Linked DNA regions of Macaca mulatta: region 2 is linked to region 1. The links are chromatin contacts, called in public Hi-C maps. All regions are on one chromosome and are shown on one strand. The core of a region is the stretch at or near the end of the contact, and the rest is flanking DNA. Distances in the headings are between cores, read along the strand shown. Region 1 holds the start of TRMT10A (tRNA methyltransferase 10A). Region 2 holds the start of LAMTOR3 (late endosomal/lysosomal adaptor, MAPK and MTOR activator 3).

What was found. Hi-C and Micro-C count contacts between places; a contact is called where the count stands out from the background.
Region 2: a contact with region 1 is called in a Hi-C map of fetal cortical plate, with 3 times the contacts expected there. The contact joins the promoter of LAMTOR3 here to the promoter of TRMT10A in region 1. A contact is called at or near these places in 3 of 14 Hi-C or Micro-C datasets (CD4 T cells, fetal cortex germinal zone and fetal cortical plate).

What each region holds. Positions count from the first base shown.
Region 1 is chr5:108,892,479-108,898,130 of T2T-MMU8v2.0, forward strand. TRMT10A (tRNA methyltransferase 10A) reads right to left here and starts at 3,383. Exons shown (of 8, transcript XM_015138874.3): 1 at 3,257-3,383. It overlaps MIR7190 (microRNA mir-7190), which reads right to left and starts at 3,012; the gene lies at 2,941-3,012.
Region 2 is chr5:109,209,846-109,215,497 of T2T-MMU8v2.0, forward strand. LAMTOR3 (late endosomal/lysosomal adaptor, MAPK and MTOR activator 3) reads right to left here and starts at 3,540. Exons shown (of 7, transcript NM_001257535.1): 1 at 3,358-3,540; 2 at 2,979-3,024; 3 at 1,009-1,043. The coding sequence starts at 2,987. It overlaps LOC144340815, which reads left to right and starts at 3,442. Exons shown (of 4, transcript XM_078002026.1): 1 at 3,442-3,690. The coding sequence starts at 3,442. It overlaps DNAJB14 (DnaJ heat shock protein family (Hsp40) member B14), which reads right to left. Exons shown (of 7, transcript XM_015138877.3): 7 at 5,266-5,652.

The DNA.
Region 1 (5,652 bases), core at 2,133-4,632:
TTTTTTTTTTTTTTAAGCTAGAAAGTAAGGTAAGCACTCAATTTAAGAAACTGGAGGTAGGGAAACTGAATAAGCCTAAAAAGACTACATGGAAAAAAATTTTTTAAATATATATTTTGATTCCCTGGATCACTTTTATTTTCCTTTCTTTCAATACACAATACATTAAATAAAATTCAGCAATGCAGGTATCCAAAACAATACCGGGTGGAGGAAACTTAAAAGCACAATTAAAATTCACAGAAAACAAACTGCTCTCTTCATGAAATAATAATATTCCAAGAGAGCACATTTCTGTTTATCAGTGGCATTATTTTCAGTTCTCTATTTTATTCAAAAACTGCACATGTTGATTACTTCTATGTGAAGATTTTTTTTTTTTTTTTTTTTTTTTTTTGAGACAGAGTCTCGCTCTGTGGCCCAGGCTGGAGTGCAGTGGCCCTATCTCGGCTCACTGCAACTTCCGCCTCCCGGGTTCAGGCGATTCCACCGCCTCAGCCTTCTGACTAGCTGGGATTCCAAGGGCGCGCCACCATGCGTGACTAATTTTTGTATTTTTAGTACAGAAGGGGTTTCACCACGTTGGTCAGGCTGGTCTCGAACTCCTGACCCTGGAGTGCAGTGGCCTGATCTCGGCTCACTGCAACTTCCGCCTCCCGGGTTCAGGCGATTCCACTGCCTCAGCCTTCTGCGTAGCTGGGATTCCAGGCGCGCACCACCATGCCTGGCTAATTTTTGTATTTTTAGTAGAGAAGGGGGTTTAACCACGTTGGTCAGGCTGGTCTCGAACTCCTGACCTCGTGATCCGCCCGCCTCGGCCTCCTGAAGTGCTGGGATTACAGACAAAAATCACCAGGCCTGGCTTACGTGAAGACTTTTTAAAAAGCAATTAATGTTTTACAGTTTATGTACACCAGGGGGAGCATTTGCTTTTCCTATCCAAGAAGTCTGCAGTTAAATTTAATTTGACCTGTCATAGTACAGCAATGTTTCAGTCTCCCAAATACAAGGAAAGGTGATGAGCTGGTCAACATCCTCATCTTCATCATCACCATCATCATCACCATCATCTTTTTAAAAACTATTCCTAATTAAGAAAACACACTGTACTAAGTGAAGTTTTTAGGCTTTAAACAAGCCAGGTGCACTGAGACAAATGGAATGCAACAAAAATGATGCCAGCTTGATATCTTATAAATTATTCCTTATAGTATACTTTACAAAGATATCTACCAACTCGCACTGTCTACACTATACAATAAGTATAATGTATATCTACACTGCACTATGTACCAGCGTGTTCAGATTGAATGTTAAGCAAAACATAGCATTTTATTAGGTATACTTGCTTTCTAATCGTTTTAGTTTGGGCAATAATTTATAAAATTCTGTGGCAGTTGTTCATTCCTTTCTCACATGCAGTGATGCTCATCGTACATTTTCATTCATTCAACCAAGTTCAACAAATGTTCAAGAATGTATTTTACAGTAACTATAAAAATATTTGTGTGAGGTCGGGCGCAGTGGCTCATGCGTGTAATCCCAACACTTTGGGAGGTCGAGGTGGGCGGATCACCTGAGGTCAGGAGTTCGAAACCAACATGGCAAAATCTCGTCTCTACTAAAAATACAAAAATTAGCCAAGCGTGGTGGTGGACGCCTGTCTAATCCCAGCTACTCGGGAGGCTGAGGCAGAAGAATCCCTTGAACCTGGGAGGCAGAGGTTTCAGTGAGCCAAGATCGCATCACTGCACTCCAGCTAGGGCAACAGAGCAAGACTTCGCCTCCTATGTGTGTGTGTGTGTGTGTGTGTGTGTGTGTGTGTGTGTGTGTGTGTGTGTGTGAAATTTTACTTTTGCATAAAATTTTAAAAATCTGTAGGGTTCATTTGCAGATATAGGTTATCAGGTGGGCTTACAAACTATCTTACATTGTATTTACATATCTTAGCACAGCTTAAGGCAAGGAGGATACATCCTAAATCAATGAGCACCAAAAGAAATAAAAAAGTTTTTTAAAACGGCATTAATTTATGGATTGGGATAAAATAAATATTCGTCGTAATTTATGACAGTCTCCCTTTCAGAAAAATCTCAACGAATGTGGGAATAATGCAGATTAGAATTAATGACTTGACAGCAATAGCAAAAGAATGTCCTTTTTTTTTTTTTTCTTTTTTTTTTTTTTTGAGACCCAGTCTCGCTAGGTCGCCCAGGCTGGAGTGCAGTGGCAAAATCTCGGCTCATTGCAACCTCTGCCTTCCGGGTTCAAGCAGTTTTCCTGCCTCAGATTCCTTAGCCGGGATTACTGGCATGCGCCACCACGCCCGGCTAATTTTGTATTTTTAGTAGAGACGGGGTTTCACCATGTTGGTCAGGCTGGTCCCGAACTCCTGACCTCAGGTGATCTACAACACGCCTTACCCTCCCAAAGTGCGGGGATTACAGGCGTGAGTCACCGCGCCTGGTCAGGAATGCCCTTTTTAAAGACACGCTGGCTAAACGTGGAGCAGCGAAAAGCCCTTTGTTCACTTCAGTTGTCAAGCCTTTTGAGCAGAGGGTTGGGAATGCAAGGGGCAGAGGAGATTCATAAAGTGACAAGTAATGTGTCGCCATCCTCTTTATATCTCTAGAAAAATTCCCAAAATTTAAAGTAGTTCAGTGAAATCAAGTAACACTTCGATCTTTTTAAAACCGTCCTCAGCTCACAGCACCTGCAGCAATTTCCCCTCGGGCTTTCTACATTTCAGAGGGTTCAGTCACGTCAGCCCTTCGCAGGAAAAATGAGGTAAGGCACCTTTAAAGAGGTAACGCCCACGGTCTCTGGCCACGAAGTGGCAGGGTCGTAACACGCTTTCCGGCCCTTTAGAGTACAGATTTCCCTCTCATTCTTTGCAAACTCACTTTTAACATACTACGGGCCGATGGCAACCCCAAAACACACGCCGACGAAGAGCGCACAACCACAGGGGCGGAGCCTCGCCCACTCTCCCTTCTACGCTCCCAGCCAGCGAACGCATTTCAGAGGCGGGATTAAGCTGCTGCTGGCGAACCAGGAAGCAGCTGGGTAGGCCGCGGGAGGCGCCTATCAATGACGTCATTTCCTTCGGCAACAGCGCAGCAGGACCACTTCCACACCACTGCTCCCCTCTACCCCGGAAGCCCTTGTTGGTAGTCGGGGGCTGCATGGCACGCACCCCTATGCGCCCAAATAATATCATAGTGCGGGGGAGCGCCAGCCAGTGCAGGACACTTACCGAGATGAGGAGTTGATAGGGAAGTGAAATCTCAGAAAGAAAGCCTTTCTAGGTTGGCCTGGTTACCGCTCACGCTTCCTTCCACAGAAACTTCAATTCCCAGAGGCAGGGGCGGTAGTTACACAGTGGAGGCTACGGCGGCTGCGTCTTACGTCATCGAACTGCGCCAATTTAGAACCCGCAATGGGAGAAAGGGGAGGGGTTTATGCGGGGCGGGGTGTGGAGTTAGGGTTTTGGGAGCGAGAGGTAGTTACAGTGATGTCTGTTTTTTCACGTTCAAGAAGTAAGTGTGTACCTGCAGACATGTATTTATTCATTCATATATTCTTGTGAGTATTGGATGGAGGAATTAAGATAGTCCCACCGTTAAAAACGCAAAATAACGAAGAAAGGCTTGTAATTTGTCTGTGTTCAAAATGAAACGCATCTCTTGCCTATATTATTTTTAATTTATACAGCAAATTACCATATCACATGATTTTACATAGCTCAAGTAGAAAATTAAATTCGAAAAGTGAGTCAGATTCACAATAAAATGCATTTAAATTTAGAATCTGTAAGGCTTTTTTATGGCTGAAGTAAAACAGTCATAACTTTACTCTTTATTCATTCCTTGAGCTATTTTTCCTATGCTGTTTTGCAGAACATCAGATGACATTTCATTGTTTATAATACTTGACCTTATATAATCTTTTTGCTATATATAGACCATGTCAACTGAGAGAGAAATGAAACACAATCCCATAGATTGTCGTTTTCTATTTAGTTTTTTCCCCTCTACTTCTAATAGGTGATTATTGCAGAATTTGAAGATAAGAATGAGGTTTGCATCTTTGAATAGAAGACTGGCTTCTCATATAGAAATAATTTTGAAGTAAATTATCCTTGATGCTTGAAGGTATTTGAACATGTTTAAAAGCTTCAATGAATAGAAAATTAAATCCAGAATTTGAGGTTCTCTAAAAGAGCCGAAATTTCTTTGACTTTAGTTACAAAACTACAGTCTTGCCATAAGCCCTTAAATTTTACTTGAAACACTATGTCAGCTATAACACTGTTGTGAGTGCCTCTTCTGTTTCTTCCTCATCTCAAACCTAAAAGATCTTTGTTAACTAAGCACTAGCAAAAAAGTCTGGATCCACTTCTGATCTGTTAGTAGGGCATCTTTTTTCAGCTGCCTCCATATCAGGGCAAAGAGTAGCTCAGGGAGGATTAGTAATTGGATATGTAGCCCTTCACATGTAGGTCATTAAATTCAGGCTGGCAAAGTAATGTGCCAAATCTTTCCACAGCTGTTCAGTTGCTTCTATGGGATCTGTTTTATAAATAATTATACATTTTTTTCAGAGTTAATACCTGGCATCCTTAGATATTTTAAGCAAAGTTTTAAAGCAAAAAAACAAACAAAAAAACCAAAAAAACAAAAACACTTCATATTCTAATAATGAAGTCAATAAATTTTCTTTTGACATGGACATCTAACTTTGTAGTCACTTGGTGCAAAATTTAAAATGATTCTAGTATTAATCCAAAGTAAGCACCAAAAAAGCACCAGCAAAAAAGTCAATTTAAAAAAATTGAAACATGGAAAGTTTAAGAAGGTGAAATCATATGAAACAATATTTTCATTGATTTGTAAAATTTATGTGTTTATTTATTTGACACATGTATCGAGTTCTATACTTTTTGTGTTAGTACTGGTGATACAGAAATGACTGTCATCCTTAAGGATGTCCTTAAGGAATCCTTAATCTAATAGGGGAGCCAGCAGTGAATAAATACAACATGTACTTGAGATGCTTGTACTTTGAAAGAAGCAACTAAATGCTCCTTGAGGCAAAACATAGTTTTGGAGATTAAATAATTTTGTTTCATCTTGGAAAGTAAGTAGGAGTTGTACAGGTGTCAGAACAGTAAAGAAGTTTAAGATTTGGGAACAGTGAAAGCAAAGAAGCGTGTCATAGTTTTGCACATGACTGAAAAGCTGTGGATAGAATGAGGAAGAAGGAGGAGATAAAAACCCTAAGGGCTTCTCTGACTTGGACAACTGTAGCAATGCAGTAACATTACCGAGGTCATTTAGGGAATACTGGAAGAAAAATAGGTTTTGAAAAAATAGTTTTGTTTTAAAATATGTAGATTCTGGGGAGTCTGCAGGACATCTGAGTAGAAACAGATTTTAAAAAGAATGAGCACATACTTGTAGTTTAAGCCAATATAAGAGGTTGAACTCAAAGAGATACTACTCCGTGGGTTACAAATGCATACTATCTACGGGGACTGGAAGGTAGCAAATGAGAGAAGCGTCTGGAAGCAAAGTATTACAAAACTGAGAGTGCATTTCCTCTTTAATCAGGGTGCAAGTTCCAAGAGAGAATATGAGCCTAATGACACCA
Region 2 (5,652 bases), core at 2,290-4,789, 320 kb after region 1:
ACTATTATGACTTTCAGAGTACACTTAATAGTTAAAATGAGATCACCATTGTCTGAAACATTTCTGATACTTATAATCACAGATGATGTAATTAGAATCAATTATTGCTTTATTAGATCTCCAGATGAATAATGGGTATCTTTCTGGTGGGTTTATAACTTAAGAACATTGAATGTAATTTTGCTGTTTCTTCAATAAGAGATGCTAACACTCAAAAGAGGATTGTAAATCACTAAGACTTCTAAGTGAATTAACTGCACTATTAACTATTTCGTCATATCGCCAGTGTAGTGGGGTATCTCTGCATTCCAATTTGAGCACCCTTTATGCTAAGGTAACTACAGAAAAATACAGAAAGTCCTCATTTTGCACAGTCCCAATATGCACATTTTAGTTTGCATGGCATAATACCTGAATAACTGCATAAAGTAGTATAAACTTTTCTAATTCTTTAGTCTACAAATCATAACATAAATAATTACGCAACTAAGAGATGCACACTGTCATCAGTAACCAGCCACATCATTTCTTTCAAAGTATGTTGATGGTTGGTCACTGTGCATCTGTTATGCAGTTCGTGCAGAGATAGCAAAGCATGTAGTTTTGTACCTCCTTGTCTCCCAATGATAAAGTATGTGACATTTAGAAAAAGAGATAATAAAAAGAGGAAACTGGCCGACAAAGATGAAATACAGCAAAGAAATGAAAAGTAATAATGCTGGAAGTGAATTTCAAATAAAGAGTTATAGAAGAAACAGGTGACCAAGGGAATGCTGACACTATCCCTCTAGATACACAGAGAACTCAGTGAAGGCAAACTTATTGACATAAATGAGGAAAGCGGTTGTGACGAAAATTTTCCAGAGGACATGATGCTGGCAAAAAATATTCATATTAAAGGAAATCTCAGAGATACTTCAAAACATTGAAAATACACAGACAAAATACTTCATAAAATTAACATATGGCATATAGAATTTATTCAGTAACAAATTAAAAATTTCTTACCTTGGTAACTTTTTATACAAGAATCGCTTTAGGTCCTGAAAGAGAATATTAAAAAATCATGTTATAATAATAGGCCTTCCACTGTTTTCTAGATCCTGTCCTATCCAAATTTTAGGGACGTTCAGTTATCATTCATAACCTTTCTTGCTGTGTTTTATCTTTCTCTGTCTGATTTGGATGTTTACTAGTCATGCAACTTGGAGTAAGTTAACTAACCTTTTTTCCCTAAGCCTATTTCATTATTTGTTGAATAGGGCTAATATAGAACCTACATCATAAGAGTGCTGTTAAAGTTTTTTGAGAAGTTGCATGGATTAGCATACCTAGAAATGGGAAACACAAATACATTTTAGCCATAAAAATATATCATAATATTCATACTAGTGTTTTATATCCTGTTGCTATTGTGTTCACTTGAGAAGACATTATAAACACCTTTCCAGGTTCAAAGATAGACTTTCCACCATCATTTTAATGGTCTTGGGTAAGGTGATATGACTTCTGTAAGACTGCTGTCTCACATTATAAAAATATGCCTTCCATTGTTTCATTATTTGTTGAACTCACCTACTCAACAAATAATGAAACAGTGTAAGGCATATTATTATAACATAATTATTAAAATATTCTGTTTAAGGACCTAAAATAAATTATATATGACTATGTGAGGCAACAGTCTTTTTTTTTGTTTTTGAGAGGGAGTTTTGCTCTTGCTGTCCAGGCTGGAGTGCAATGGCGCAATCTCGGCTCACTGCAACCTCTGCTTCCCAGGTTCAAGCGATTCTCCTGCCTCAACCTCCGAGTAACTGGCATTATAAGCACCCACCACCACGTCCCAGCTTATTTTTTTGTATTTTTAGTAGAGATATGGTTTCACCATGTAGGCCAGGCTGGTCTCGAACTCCTGACCTCAGGTGATCCACCCGCCTTGGCTTCCCACAGTGCTGGGATTACAGACGTGAGCCACCACGCCCAGCCCAGACTTACAGAATATAAGATAAATGGCGAAGTGTGTCAAGTGTTTAACACTAAACACAGTTAAGACTAAAGAAATATAAGACTATTTTATTTTTCTAAGCTGGGGCTCACTGCAACTTCCAAGTTCTGGGCTCAAGCAATCCTTCCGCCTCACTTCCAGCATAGCTGGGACTACAGGGTTATCAATGCGCCTGGTTTTTAAATTTCTTTTTGTATAACGGGGTCTTGCTACGTTGCCCAGGCTGATCTTGAACTCCCAGCCTCAAGTGATCCTTCCATCTCGGCATCCCAAAATGCTGAGATTACAGACGAAGCCACCTCACCGGCCAGAAGATTATCTTATTTTGTCTCATTACACTCTCTCATCCCAGGAATTTCACTGACACTTGAGGTATCAATTTTGACCTCGCATGGATTAATCAGGTATCTGTTGTTTTGAGCCTCCAACACTTACTATTCTCCAAACCCGAATGATCATTTTATTTCATGTTATGACTATTGGCTTATTTTTGCTCTCATCCTACACACACACACACACCCCTCATTTTATTTCATGTTATGTTTCTAAAGAGGCATGGGTTAGAAATCATCGTAAATTGCCACAATAAACCTAATAAGATATTGTTACCACTTACTGGAAAAAAGTATTCTGGGTACATGTCCTACTGACCAAATTCTGACAGGAAAAGCAGCGAACCATCATTCAGAATTTCAAATGGTAAATACACAGAGCCTCTCTTATACCCCAGCTGGATTGGTGAGGAGGGAGAATATAATTTTCTCAGTCTCAAGCACCTTAGTGTCCTCCACCCCCATTCGAGGCAGAAACTCAGGATCCTGCAAATTCATTCATATTAGTCTCCCATTTCACATACAAGAGAAAATAATTAACTGGGATGGGTGGGGATGGGAGGATCTTCTACCTCTCCCCGCTCAGTATTCCCCTCCAAATTCCCCACTCTCCCTTCCTCTTATGTGGGGGTGTCACTCACATCCGCCATGATGAACCCCTTTCTCTCGCAGGATCAATCTCCACGCCTGGAAGAGAAACTCCCGGTGACTCTTACCTCTTTGGCTTCCTCGTCCTCCCCACCCCCAACTTAATAAGCAAGATCAGCCCTGGTCAGAACCCGGCAAAACCCCCGCGGTTCTAGGGCTTGGCCCAGCGAGCCCAGTGGGAGTCGGAGTGCCCCAACACCCCCACGGGTACTCAGCTGGCACGCCTTGCCTCAGCCCACCCCATCCCTGCCCCTCCACCCCAAAGAGCTAGGCCCAAACAAAAGAAGAGGGGGCCCTCTCCTTCTGTTTAGTCTCACCACCCGCGCCACCTCCGGGACTAGGCCTCAAACCAGGCAAAGTAGCGCCAGTTACCTGGGGTTTCTGGGTTGCCTGGTTCTCTCCGTTGTCACTTCAGGGACAGCTTTAAAGACAGGTTCCTCCTCAAGCCACCGTCACATGATTGATGACCTCTTCGGCGCTCCGGGAAGCACTTTCTACGCCGTCGCCCCACGATACTGGATTTCCGGAAGGGCCTGGCGGAAGCTTCGAGGGCGCGGCCGCCCGACGCGCCCCGCCCCTCCCCCGCCCACCGCGGGCCGCGTCTTGCGCCTGCGCCTTGTGTCACGGGCCGAGGGACGTCAGCTGTGGGGTAGAGGATTTGTACGAGATCGCTGGACCCTGAGGACCCCAGAAAATGCAAGCAAGGTTATGTGTTACAAGACATTCTTGTGCAGAGAGGGTGTATAAATGTCATTAGTTTTTCAGGGTCCGTTATCTTAAAACCTTTTCTTGTAGATGAAGTAATTTGAGGGGATGGTGTGATGAGCTGAAGAGCAAGCAACAGATTGCCTGTGATTGGAAGTATCAGGTCCACAGGTTTCTGACTTGTTTCCTAGGTTCTTGTGACTTCCCCATGGGTGCTCTTTACTCAAGGCCTTATCTAGATTGAATGGGGAGGAGCCATGGGTTTTCTGGAGCACTTCAAGCGTCTACTTTTAACATGCAGACACGGGATTACGGGTACTTTCTATGTTCCCTTTTACATCAGAATTTTTAAAAATTAGTAAGGTCTCATATAATAAATAATAATTGGAAAAAAAAAAAAAAAAAAAAAAAAAAGCCTTGCCGGGTGCGGTGACTGACGCCTGTAATCCCAGCACTTTGGGAGTCCGAGGCGGGACGATCCTTTGAGCCCAGGAGTTCCACACCAGCCTGGCAAGATAGAACCCCATCTCTACTACTACTACTACTACTAATAATAATAACAACAATAAAGAATTAGCCTTACGTGGCGTGCGCCAGGTACTCCGGAAGCTGAGGCATGAGGATCCCTTCAGCCCAGGGTTTGAGGCTGCATTGAGTGGTGATCGCCCCACTGAACTCCAGCTTGAGTGACAGAGCGAGATGCTCAAAAGAAAAGCTTCTTTAGAAATCACATCCTCTTTCAGCTACCACCCTGTTTTTCCTCTACTCCCTTTCATAGCCAAATTTTCAGAAAATTTTAGCCTGGTTTTTAATTGCTGCTTGCATGTCACAAATCTAATCAGAGTTCTGTTGATTCTACCTCCTATCTTTGAAAACTAGTCACCTATCTATGTTCGTACCCTAGTGCAAGCCATGATCATCTCTCTCTTGACAATAACCTCCTATTCTTCTTACATTCTCTTTTGCCCTCCAGTCTCCATAGAGCAACAAAAATGATGTTCTAAAAACCCAAATCGGATCATTTAACTCCTTTCTTGAAAATCAACTTTATTATAAAGTTCAATATCAGCATCATGGTTTATATATCGTTCTTATGGGGATCTGGCCCCTATATTGATTCTCTCACCTACCCTGGATTCCTTATGCTATGATCATACAAGTTTGTTTCCACTTCCATAAAGATTTTTATCACTTTACCAACTTAGCACATTCTGCCTGAGATATTTCTCTAGCATACCTTAATCCTACTAATCTCTTCTTTTGCCTTTCAGCTTAAACTCACTCTCAGAGAAGCCTTTCCTGACCCTCACTGAATAGTTTAGGCCTTCTAGATAAATGCTTTCATTGTGCCCTGTAATTTTCTTTGTAGAATTTATCATAATTATAATTATTTACTTGATATTTATTTTCTTTGCTAGATGGAAACTCTAAGGTTTTTGTCTTTCTTATTCAATGATTGATTCCCAGCACCCAGCTCACTGCCTGGGATATAGCAAGCATTGATACACTTGTTGCCTAGTTGAATGAATGAAAGAGTGGCCATATTAAGAGTATAAAACATGATAAAAACAAACATTTTACAGTGAGAACAGACCTTTTTATTAATATATTGAGATAAACTACAGAGACTGAAAGACAAAAATTCATATTTCATTCAGAACATTCATTAAAAATCAAATGCATTTACTTTGCGTTCTCACAGAAAATTTTATTTAAGTCTGATATAACATTAAATATTTTACAAATCAGACATTTCATTTTAAAATCTAATTTATAATCCTGAATGCATTATAGACAAAGTAAGCTCTCCTTTACTAGTTTCATTTAACTTATACAAGGCTTCCATTATAATTCCATCAAACCTTAAAAATTACCTGCAGCTTTTAAAAATACATAAAGTAAATGGAAAGAAAGTCTTATGCAGCAATCCAAAAACCAAAACCAGAAATTGGCAAGAAGCAT